Regions from separate parts of the Sus scrofa genome. Here region 2 is linked to region 1. Evidence: chromatin contacts called from public HiChIP or PLAC-seq data. All regions are on one chromosome and are shown on one strand. The core of a region is the stretch at or near the end of the contact, and the rest is flanking DNA. Distances in the headings are between cores, read along the strand shown.

The links. HiChIP or PLAC-seq counts read pairs in DNA pulled down with a chosen protein or histone mark.
Region 2: a contact with region 1 is called in an H3K27ac HiChIP or PLAC-seq map of alveolar macrophages. The contact joins the enhancer-like site here to the promoter of NF2 in region 1. A contact is called at or near these places in 1 of 5 promoter capture datasets (liver), 6 of 47 Hi-C or Micro-C datasets (fetal heart ventricle, fetal skeletal muscle, liver and 2 more) and 2 of 2 datasets of contacts at active chromatin or transcription factors (alveolar macrophages and skeletal muscle).

What each region holds. Positions count from the first base shown.
Region 1 is chr14:46,649,912-46,656,468 of Sscrofa11.1, reverse strand. It overlaps NF2 (merlin), which reads right to left and starts at 2,600. Exons shown (of 16, transcript XM_003483446.4): 1 at 1,988-2,600. The coding sequence starts at 2,101.
Region 2 is chr14:46,984,275-46,990,414 of Sscrofa11.1, reverse strand. It overlaps MTMR3 (myotubularin-related protein 3), which reads right to left. Exons shown (of 20, transcript XM_001926519.6): 7 at 5,106-5,272. It also overlaps the pseudogene LOC110256676. Among named protein-coding and RNA genes, the nearest start is that of MTMR3, 110 kb to the right of the region's middle. Within about 2 kb of position 2,419, at least 4 of the 83 cell types and tissues checked have an H3K27ac peak or open chromatin away from gene starts, as enhancers often do. A contact at or near this core is called in alveolar macrophages, where this site is marked.

The DNA.
Region 1 (6,557 bases), core at 1,351-3,850:
CCTGCCTTTCTTACAGATTTTTTTTTTTTTTTTTTTTCTATTTAAGGCCACACCTGCAGCATATGGAAGGTCCCAGGCCAGGGGTCAAATCAGAGCTGTAGCTGCTGGCCTATACCACAGCCACAGCAATGCAGCATCGGAGCCATGTCTGTGACCTATACTGTAGCACAGGGTAACGCCAGATTCTTAACCTACTGAGCGAAGCCGGGGATCAAACCTGCATCCTCATGGATACTAGTCAGGTTCATAACTGCTGAAACACAATGGAACTCCTTTACCGAATTTTCATAGATTTTCTTTCTTTCTTTTTCTTTTTTCTTTTTTGGTCTTAAAGGGCCGCACCCACGGCATATGGAGGTTCCCAGGCTAGGGGTTCAATCAGAGCTACAGCTGCTGGCCTATGCCACAGCCACAGCAATGCAGGATCCAAGCTGCGTCTCTGACCTATACCCACAGCTCAGTGAAACCTTAACCCGATGAGCAAGGCCAGGAATTGAACCCCCGTCCTCACAGATACCAGTAGGGTTCGTTAACAACTGCACCATGATGGGACCCCCCTTCATAGATTTTCTTGAGTAGATGCTTCTTCACTTGATGTCTGCTCTTAGAACAACTTCCAGAGGGTTTACAAAAAAAAAATTTTTTTGGCCACACCTACGGCATGTAGAAGTTCCAGGGCCAGGGACTGAACCCACGCCACAGCAGTGACCCAAGCCATAGAGCCACAGCAGTGACAACGTTGGATCCTTAACCTGCTGTGCCACCAGAGAACTCTCTAAATTGGTTTTTGTTTTTGTTTTGTCTTTTTAGGGCCATACTGTGGCATATGGAAGTTCCCAGGCTAGGGGTCGAATCAGAGCTGTAGCCACTGGCCTACACCACAGCCACAGCAACGCGGGATCCGAGCTGTGTCTGTGACCTACACCACAGCTCATAGCAATGCCAGATCCTTACCCACTGATTGAGGCCAGGGATCGAACCTGTGTCCTCATGGATACTTGTTTCCACTGAGCCACGACAGGAACTCCTAAATTGTTTTTTAAAAATAAATTTTACCAGTTTACAGAGCACCATGTCACTGGAGTTCCTCACCCTGTCAGGCTGGAAGGGATCCTGCCTAAGGCCATTTTTGTTCTACAGAGGTAGAACTGAAGAGTTGAGCAGTTGCAACTCGGACCCTAAGGCTTGAAAAGCTGAAAAAATTTATTATGGGCCCGTTACAGAAAAAAAATTGCCAACCACTGACTTATGTTGCTGTTGCCAATTCTGCTTGTCCCCAGGCCACACTCTGAGTAGCAAGGACATAAAATTACTTGAGAGCAGTACTGTATTGGCTCGAATCAAAACGCTCCTTCACCATTTACTGGATATATGGTTTGGGGTACCCACCTAAATGAGTTGTTTTGAGAGGTAAGTGTATGAATGTCTGACACTTAGGACGTATTCAATAAAGGATAACTTATCATTGTGATACAAACTGTAGGGAAAGTTTAGGATATCATCTTTTTCCTCGAAGAGTTTTTTCCAGAAAATTTAAGCTGTGAAAAAGGGAAACAACTACTGTAGACTGTGCAATAAAATGAGATGCAACTTTTAATAGCTGGGGTACATAATATAATCGAATAAAGTTAAAAACTCTATAAAGCTGAAGTTAAAGCCTGACACTGAAAATTAAATTTCGCTACCACGGATGTTTTCAGACTCTTGGAATAACAATGAATGAAAACCTTCAGGAAGCACTTCCAAACCCAAAAGTCCCATTGAAAAAAGCAGCGATTATCTTTAACATGACGATTTGGGCCTAGATGGCTCCTTCCGGTTCTGACCCTCTCAGTCTTTGCCCAGAGATGATATAAACAGAATCCCGAAGCTTCCACCTCAACTGTCACCGCGGCAAGGGCGCCCAGGTCGGTGCCAGATCCGCACCAGGGCCCGATCCCGCCAGGCCTCCCTTCGCTGCAGCCCGTAGGGGCTGCCGGCCGGTTACCTCGCAATTGAACTCCATCTCCGCGTCCATAGTGACGATCCGCACGGTGAACGTCTTGGGCTGCTTCCTCTTGAGAGAGCTGAAGCTCATTCGGGAAGCGATGGCCCCGGCCATGGCGTGGGGCTCAGGCCCGGGAACCTGGGGCCCCGGGGCCTGCACTCTGGACCTTTTAGCCTCCCTGGAGAAGCCGCACAGGCCTCAGGGCCACCATGGTGGCCGGCCGGCCGGCCCGGGAGCTGTCTGAGCGGCGCGGGCCCCCAGCGGCCAGCATGGGCCGCGAGGACCGTGCCCTGGGAACGGAAAGGGGAGTTGGGGGGCGGGCCCTGATGGCCGCGGGGAGAGATCGCGATCAGGGACAGACAAGGCGGGCACCGCCCGGCTCTCGCCGGGACTCGGGCTGGGGACGTTGGGGACGCCCAGGGACGGGGGCCCTAGACGGCGGCTGCCCAGACCCTGCGCGCCTCTCAGCGGCCAACAGAGGTCTCAGGGGCCGCTCTCCAGCCAGGCGCGCACGTGCGCGCGTGGCTGTCACCGTCCTAGCTCCGCGCACCCGCGGGAAGCGTCCCCTCCCCGCATCCCCCGGCCTGCTCCCTGCCCCGCCCTCAGGCCCTTCAGAGCGCTACACGCAACGCAACCTAACTCGGCGGCTGCAGCCTAGACACCACGATTGGCTGAGAACTCTGAGGGAGGCGGGACTTTCTCCCGCTGTCCCACCTTCTTCAGTAGGACTTTACCAATTGGAAGTTCAGATCTAATTGGAGGCGCGGGATTACCCTCGACGTTGAGTGGCTAAGGCAGCGTCACTCCGAACGCTTTTGTTCGTAGGGGTACGCCTACTCTAGCAAGACTGGTTGACGCGGGGAGCCCGGCGCGCCTTTCCCAGGAAAACAAGAAGAGGCTGCTCCCGGGGCGCGGGAGATGAGTCACTCCTCAGTTCAGCAAGGGACTGCCCTTCGGACCAGGTCTGCGCCGAGTGTGGCGCCCCAGGAGACTGCGTTTCGAACGCCGAGCGGCCAATCCTGTTTAGCACTTAATTGCATGTATTACATGTACTGACTTGGTTTTTCTTAAACTTTCAAATCACTTGAGGCCGCTTGGTAGCGGGCAGTTTCCGCCAAGTCCTTCAGCTTCTGTTGAGGAGAAATTCTAGTTGTTACCGCGGGAGGGGGTAATAATTGCATCTGTCTCATGGAGTTGTTGAGGAATTTAAGCGAGATCATCCATATAAAGCTTTAGATAAGTGACTGGTCATACTACGTTGAATCTTATGAAATTATTCTTTCTGTAGATTTAAAAAACTAGAAAAATGAAAGCAGTTTTTATGTTGTGTTCTGTGTGATTTCCAGTTTCAGATCATATACATGATTTTTGTTTAAACTTCCTCAAGGGTTACAGTGAATGTGTGTGAGAGAGAGGTAGGGGAGTATAACTTTCTGTGTTTTTGTTGTGGTTCTTTAGGGCCACACCTGGGGCATATGGAAGCGCCTGGGATAGAGGTCCAACTGGAGCTGCAGCTTCCAGTCTACACCACAGCCACAGCAATGCCAGATCTGAGCCGCATCTGCGACCTACATCACAGCTCAGGGCAATGCGGGATCCTTAAACCACTGAGGGAGGCCAGGGATTGAATCCGAGTCCTCTTTGGATACTAGTTGCTGAGCCACAACTGGAACTCGTGTGTGTGTGTGTGTGTGTGTGTGTGTTTCTGTTTCTCTTTTAATCCAAATTTTAAGTTAATTCTTAGTGGTTGCCTAGCTGAGTGGTTGAAGGTTAAGCGTTGCACAGGTATTAACTATCATTATCACCCCCACCCCCACTCTACAGGTGAAGAAAAAGCTCAGCATGACGGAGCTACTTGCTGGCTAGCATCTAACTGCTGAGAGGCAAAGCTGGAACTCAAACCCAGGTCTGTTCCACCCAGAGACTGCTCGTATTACCTCTACTCTGCTCTCCTTCCCTGGTGGTGGCTTCTGAATTGCTCCTCCTGGTTACAGCCCCAAGACCCTGAACTACAGTTCTGGAGCCCTCAGCAGACACTGATGCTATAACTCTATTAAGAGCATAAATTACTCTTCCCCATAGGCCACCACAGTGCCTGTGAAGCACCAGCCAGGCTCCAGTAACATTTGCTGGCACACCCAGCCAGGCTGCCATGGGAGAACTTTATGCCCTGCCTACTGCTAGCAAATTCTCCCCACCAAACTGATTGTTTAGGGCACTGTGGGCTTATCGTGGGAGTGTCTTTATTTTCATTGCTTCTCTTCTTCCCTGCAGGTGGGAAAACCAGGCTAGATTTCCTATGGGCTCCCCACAGGGACAACAAATCACAGCTTTAACTGAGGGACAAAGCTGCTGACAGAAAATAAGTGACATAAGTGACTCTGGGCCACTGAGGAGTGAATCACGCAGCAGGGGCTGAAAATAACACTGATAGCTTGTTTTTATGGAAGGCTCCCTGGGTGCTAGGCACTGGCCTGATTGGCTGAAATTTAGCATTCCTAGGGAGACATCTGGGTAGATGTACGGTTCTAGATCTCAGAAGCAAGGCCAGGGCCAGGAATCAAAATAGATGTGATGGAATACTATGCTGTCATTAAAAGTGCCATTCACAAGGAATAAATAGAGATGGTAATAAATGGTATGTACCAGAGAAGGTTCTGAGAAGGAAAAATTCATATAGGGCTCGCTAAGAAAGAACTGGCACACAGACACCAGTTAATAAATATTTGTTGCATGAATAAGTGAAGGGCATGAGGAAATACTTATGGTCTCAACTATGGGAACAATGTTAATAGTCACAAAATATTAAGTGCTTACCATATAAGGTACTCTGCAAAGTGCTTTGCATGCTTTACCTATTTTGCTCTTTATCAAAACCCTATTCAGTAGATATATATCCCTAGTTTATACATGGGGAAACCGGATAAGGCTGAAACTAAGTAATTCACCCAGTGTCATAATTGGTAGAGTCGCAGTTTGTATCCAAGACTGTTTTCATCCCGATCTCACCTGACATGATTTGTTCCAGCATTCTACCAGATCAGTGGTTCTCAAAGTGACATCCTTTCCCACCGGGGTGCATTTGACAATGTCTGGAGATTTTGAGGACAAAACCAGGGGATGCCTCTGTCCCCTCCTTGAGAAGGTCAGTGATGTGTGACCTGGGGCCTACACCTTCTGAGGTCAAGGCTAGGATGCTCCAAGGTGCTATCCTGAAGCACTGAGCCTGGATGAAGGCAGCTGCTACCTGATGAATGATGAGTAAGAACCTATAAGACCTTAAGAAATCACTGGCACTTACCTTCCTCCCTTCAGGCCTGGGATTGAAGATCCTTGAATTTGCCTAGGCTGTCACTTGCAGTGTTGGAGGCAGGCATACCCGAGTAGAGAACTTCTACTTTTCTGTGACTTTGGGCATAACTTAACTTCTCCAAGCCTCAGTTACCTCATCTGTAAAAATGGGCATAATAATAAATGATATGACATGTTCAAGAGCTCCTCTTAAATGGTTTTTTTTTTTTTACTTTTTTTTGTCTTTTTTTAGGGCCACACCCATGGCATATGGAGGTTCCCAGGCTAGGGGTCTAATCTGAGCTGTAGCCACCAGCCTATGCCACAGCCACAGCAACATCAGATCCGAGCCACGTCTGCGACCTATAGCACAGCTCATGACAACGCCGGATCCTTAACCCACTGAGCAAGGCCAGGGATCAAACCTGCGTCCTCATGGATGCTAGTCAGATTCCTTTCCACTGAGCCACAGCAGGAACTCCTTTTTATGGCACCTGCAGCACACAGTTCCTCGGCCAGGGGTTGAATCCCAGCCGCACCTGCGACCTCAGCTGCAGTCACAGCAACACCGGATCTGAGCTGCCTCTGTGACCTATGCTGCAGCTTGCAGCATTGCTGGATCCTTAACCCACTGAGGGAGGCCAAGAATCGAAACCGCATCCTCACAGAGACAGGGCCAGGTCCTTAACCTGTTGAGCCACAAGGGGAACTCCTTAAATAGGAATTAATATTTATATAGCATCCTCTGTGTCTAAGGTGCTGTGTAACTTTGAAAAGGTTTTTATCATTTTTGGACCTCCATTTCATCATCAGCTAAAGTGGGGAGAATAGGAAATGGGATTGCAAATAGCAAAGCCTCAGAGCACATGTTAACTCCATGCTCATTTTCTTTTCTTTTCGTCTTTTTAGGGCCACACCTGTGGCATATGGAGATTCTCAGGCTAGGGGTTGAATCGGAGCTATAGTCACCGGCCTACACCTGAGCCACACAACTTGGAATCCAAGCCACCCTGTCTGGGACCTACACCACAGCTCACAGGAATGCCAGATCCTTAACCCACTGAGGGAGGCCAGGGATCGAACCTGTGTCCTCATGGATGCTTATCTGGTTTGTTAACTGCTGAGCCACGGCAGGAACTCCCCAGTGCTCATTTTCATATGTATATATTTGCATTTAATTCTCATGATTCAGTAGGTTATTATGCCCATTTGACAGTTAGGAAAACTGAGATGCCCAAGCTAAGTTACTGGCCAAAGACTACACAGCCTAATAGAATTA
Region 2 (6,140 bases), core at 1,170-3,669, 330 kb before region 1:
ACTTCCAAGCTCCAAGTCTTTGCAAAAGGTAAAGGTACTTAAATTAATGGTCATTTACATTAGTAATCTCTATCTTAAACATTGATACCCTATAGAGGAGCCTATAGTTTTAAAATAATCGCTGGCAAAATAATAGCCTCCTCTCACCTCCTCCTCCTTGGGCAGTTTACTATGTAGAGTGAGTTTTAATTATCTTTGTGTCCTCCCAAGTGATACCTTCACCACTTCTCAAACTGACCATCACAATCCATAATAAGAATGTTTTACATAACAATTCAATACAACATTTTATATCTTAAGAGTTTCACAAAACAATACCCACCCTAGTGTGTGATACATTGTTGTTTTCTAGTCTTTTTTTTTTTTTTTTTTTGGTCTTTTTAGGGCCGCACCCGCAGCACATGGAGTTTCCCAGGCTGGGGGTTGAATTGGAGCTATAGATGCTGGCCTACATCACAGCCATGAGGGATCCAAGCCACGTCTGCAATCTGCACCATGGCTCATGGCAATGCCAGATCCTTAACCCACTGAGTGAGGCCAGGGATTGAACCTGCGTCCTCATGGATGCTAGTCAGATTCGTTTCCACTGAGCCACGACGAGAACTCCAGATATTTTCTATTCTAAATGTTTCATTTCATATTTCATTTTTTAAAACTTTGATTTTATGACCCACTGATGGATCACAACCTCCAATTTGAAAACCACTGCTTGAAAAAAAATTAGCAGCTCAGAATTCTTTCGTGATGCATCAGGTTAAGGATCTGGCATTGTCACTGCTGTGGTACAGGTTCAAACCCTGACCTGGGAACTTCTGCAAGCCACAGACGTGGCCAATAAGAAAACAAATTTAGCATTAGGTCTTACATACATGAGAAATTCAGCTGGCTTTTGCCAAAATATGTTAGAAGTTCACTTGTGTTTATTCTGCAGAAAAGTGCATACCAAGGACATATATTGCTAGATTTCCTTAAGAAATTCTCCTTTCGGAATTCTCATGTCTCCACTGATTCAATATTAGATATGCTGTAGTATCTCACTTTATTTTAAATATTAGGGTCATAAGTTTTGTTTGGCTTTATGTTTCCTTTTCAGTCCTTCCTGTGTGCCTCCCCCAACCCTAAATGAGGATTTGTTCCCTTCTAACACTGTATTTCTTTTGCTTTTTCTTCTTTCTACTGCCACACCTGAAGCATATGGAAGTTCCTGGGCCAGGGGTCAAATTGAAGCCGTAACTGTGGCCTACGCCAGAGCAACACCAGATGCAAGTTGCATCTCCAACCTATACGGCAGCTTGTGGCAACACCAGATTCTTAACCCACTGAGTAAGGCCAGGGATCGAACCCACATCCTCACAGACAATGTCAGATCCTTAACCTATTGAGCTACAGTGGGAACTCCAACATTGTGATTCTTATACTACAAATACAAACACAGTCCAGCAATTCTTATTTCAATGGGAATGAAAGCTCTAAAGAAATAAGTCGCTCTATCATAACCACAGTGTCAATCAGCAATCTAAAATAATTCTGCCCCCAAAAGTCCAGCTCACTGGGTTGTTCTGAGTATTCAAGCCTTCAGTTATATACAGCTTAAAGGCCTCAGATTGAAGAGCCAGGCCCTTAACCAGGATGTGAAGAAAGATAGTACCAAAGAAGGTGAGAAGTAGCTCTCCCAGATTTTCAAATACAGAGAAGAATCATTCTTTTCTATGAACAAAGGTCCCAGTGCAGTCATCTAGATGTATATTTACTGGACTGCATTCAAACTCACAAAACAGACTCTGTGGCAAGGGCCTTTACTTTATACTAAACAGGCAGCTGCACAACAGTATAAGACCCAGAGTCATATGCTCTTCATGGTTAAGCAAGATGTGTTTACTGGGCATGTCACAGGAGAAGTGGGTCTGAACCTCTCTAAACTAGTAACTGAATTTCCCAGTTATCAGTCAGACCTCCAAATTAATGCTTAAGTACAGACCAATCACCAAGAAATCAGCTAAAATGAGAAGGACGCCGAGCATATAGGAGAGAAGCTTTAAGCTTTAGTCCATTCTTTTTAAGAGTTTGAGAGAAAGATAAAAGAGTCAACAGTTTAACAATAACTCCAACAACAATGTAGAAACTTCTTTCAAAGGAGATTAAGACCAAGAGCTATGACCACAGTATGGTTGGCTTAACTATGACAGGGTCAACAGCCAGAAACTAAGATTTACATGAATACAAGATAATGATGTAATTTTCCCATTTTCCCCCTCTCTGACACATTCTGCTCTCAACAGGCTAGGCAGAAAAGAATCCATAAAAGGTTTCATTAAATTCTGAAAGACTAAATGAACTTCCACCCATGAGAGTCTATGCTTATGATCTCATGTGTTGAGGCAGATTATACAACAGTATGACTTTGAAATATCTCAAGTGCTGTCTCACCGAAAGATGATTTGTAAGAATGTGGTTGTCTGGCCTGCTCATTATTGGTGAGTAACGCTGTAGCCGCCACCAACACTCAACAATATTGGGTGGAGACAGAAGAACCAGGTTGACTTGCTTTCAAAATGCCACCACAGTATTTTTTAAGAATGTTTTCCTTTGTACTCCATAGTGAAAATACATAAAAGGCAAAAGCTGTACATATACACACTCCCAAACCAAGTCACTGAAGTACAATAAGAGTGAATGTGAGTTGTACCAGGTTAAATTCAGTGTGGTATATATATTGAAAAGAAACAAAATACAACCTTTACTCAGAGTAAGTTCTAATCAGTTACAATGACATCATCTTGTATGTTCATAATTTCCAAAATGAATGTTCACAAGCATGGCACATAGAAGGCACTGAAACATTTATGAGTTAAACTCTCCAGCATTAACAGATTTGATCTTCAAGATACCCACATCAGCTTGGGCAGGAAGAACAAAAATATTCCACTCTGAAGATCAAAAAAAACTAAAGTACAGGGAGGATAAATGCCTTGTCCAGGAATATTTTCAATTAAATGGCAATATACAAATTTGAATTCAGGTTTTCCAGTTCCTAGATCAGTATTTTACACCCCAAATGCTTCCATCCATCACAAATCCATGAAAAGACAGGAAACTATGGATATCTGTGTGTCTTGGTAAAATACCAGATATCTTTAAGAAGGGAAAGGTCTGGGGACCAAAGTTATCTCAGCTCAGGACAAAGCCATCTATAATTAATCGATAGGAGTTAAATTCTGACCCGGCACACATCTTAGGAACATCCTAAGAGTTGGCTCAAATCCTAAAAGAAACTAAAAGTATCAAGGAAATAAGGAATCATCTAAAGAGATGAGGAATTTCAGTCTGAATTTTCAGTGGTTGTGGGAGTTAACAGGTAAGGAGAAATTCAAGCCTTAACTAAACACTAGCAACCCTAAACTAGTGAACACCTTTTGGAGTTAAAAGTCTTAAACAAATCAAAGTTCCCAAATAACATATGTTAAGACAGCAAAATACAGTCGCTAACTTCATTATCCTAGAAAATGGGAGAAACTAAAAATCTAATAAATAAGATGTTCATGGTTAAAAATTCAGCAAATATGCTTGTAAGATTTGTGCATTTCATTGTACGTAAATATTACTTTTTTATACACTCAAAAAACTTGAAAAGAGCTATAAACAAGCAAAAAACAGTGGTATCTCATACAAAAAAGGAAAAAGAAAGATTCAATGGGTGACTGAAGTGAGGAACAGTTTAGACACATTCTCATCACCTTCCAAGGTTGGCATGGATGACTCCTGTGAACAACTGTGGGTTCCACCAGCCAATCAGGCTTGTGGGAAGCTTGAATTCCTGACTTTCCCTAAGGATCCAGAAGGGCCAGGTACCTCTGTTTTCCATCTCTGTATCCACAGCACCCCACTCAGTCAGCTCCCAACAGCTGAGAATGGGGTTTAAATCCTGGCTTTGTCACTGCCTAGCAGTGAGACTTGGCAAAAAACCTTTACCTTTGAGTCTCCATTTCTTTGGCTCCCAAAATAGAAACACCAGCCTATCGTGCCTGTTTGACAAGGTCATGAGGGTCCAACAAAAGTATGTATTAAAGCATCTTTAAAAATATGCTGTGTAATGTTTGCTATATTTTAATTAAATATATGAACCAAAAAGCTTCAATCAGGAATGGAGCCAGGAAACAAAATGATACAAAAGTAGCTAGATTAGCCTTCAGCATTTAAAATAACCCACAGCAGAACTGTTAAGACTAAAGGTTCAGGACTGAAAATTGAGGATAAAGGAAAAAGTCCCCAGAGTAAACTTTATTGGAAGGAAGCTCACAATGTTTCACTGTTTAGGAATTCAAGATGCTGCTTCCAAGCCGGACACATTCAAGATTCACTGCTGGACCAGCAAAGCTCTATTTATGGCAGCATAAGATTTATAGAAACTACACAGAGAAAAACAATATGAACTTAGTCAAAGCCATTTTTAAGGGAGCAAGAAAGTGAGTGTGACAAGGATTTCAGGAGGAGTCAGGAAGCCTGGGCTCCAATATAGGCTCAACCTCTTTATTTGTCCTGAGGAAAGTCACTTGGCCTCTCGACCTCTGTTTCATCATCTATGAGATGAAAGGGGTGGAAAAAAGGTAATCTATGACTTGAAAATTCAAAGATAGAAAGGCCATATTGTAATCCATTATTCTGTGGTCTAACCTCACACATCTGTACCTTTATTCATGCTACTTGCTCTGTCTAAAGTCCTTTTCCCCATTCTGTAATCAGTGAACTCATACTCAACCTTCCAGGCCTACTCAAGAGCCACCTCCTAAGCTGAAGTTTTCACAAACATGTATACAACGCTTGTGGCTTCCTTCCACTGGGCTTCTGTAACACCCATCAAACCGTATTCTAGTTGTTTTTAGTCAGGCCCACTAAATTGAGATGCCAAGTCTAGTGATTTTTCCTTCCCCTAAAAGTCAGGAACATCTTCTATTGAGCTTACAAAAACGATAGGCACATGCTAGGTGCTCCATAAAAAGTACATTACTTAAATACTTGAATACCTAGGAGTCCCATTTCACATTAAGGGTATCTCCTCAAGCAGTAATTTAATAAAGCCGCTGTTTGCACATTTTAGAGAGGCCTACCTGGTCTGCACAGGTCCCCATGTTGCTCTTTTTCACTGGCGTAGACTTCCATACACCAAGCATGGTATGCAAATGAGAAGAGATCTTCTATTTTAGCAGGTGGTCGGATTGCATTGTTCAGTCTCTTAAGCCACTCTTGACACTGCTCAAAGGTTGAGAACTGACACCTTTGTAAAGCCAAACAAGTAAAAATGTAATCAAAAGACAATTGAACAATGAAACCTAAAGGATGCCACCATTTCAAGAGTGCTTACTCACAGTGAGGTGATAACTACAGTCAAAAGAGCATTACAGGTGGCCTATTCATGATATATAATAACAACATGCCCCCCAAATTTTAGCCAATGGTGCGAAATGTCAAAAAAGAAGGCAGGACATATGGAAAAATTTTTTTAAAACTAACAAAATCTCTTCTGAGTTTGATGAATGACAACTAATACAGAAAAATGGCAGTCATTCTCTTCCAGGAATGGGGTTTTATTCTACTTCCTCCACCAAAGCTTAACAGTGGGCCTTCTCAAAAAATATGGGAGTTCCTGTCAGTGGTTAACAAACCCGACTAGTATCCATGAGGATGCAGGTTCGATCCCTGGCCTTGCTCAAGTGGATTAAGCATCCGGCATTGCTGTGAGCTGTGGTGTAGGTCACAGACACGGCTTGGATCCCGGGTTGCTGGGCTGTTGCGTAAGCCAGAAGCTACAGTTCCAATTTGACTCCTAGCTTGGGAACCTCCATATGCCGTGAGTGCGGCCCTAAAAAGACCCCCCCAATAAATAAATAAATTAATTAAATTAAAATATACATATATATATATGTATGTTTAAAGAAGTTGTTTTTTTCTTGGTATAACATATTATGCCAAGGTCAGAAATGGAGCACAGTACTACTTTTGGCCAATTGGGGAATAATTTCAAAATTTATCTTATGCAATTAGAATAAATCAGCAACTTCAGATCAAAAATAAGATACACTGAAATTTTCAGCTAAAACCATGTAGAGAACTAATTAATTCTATTATCAAGTGCAATTTTCCAT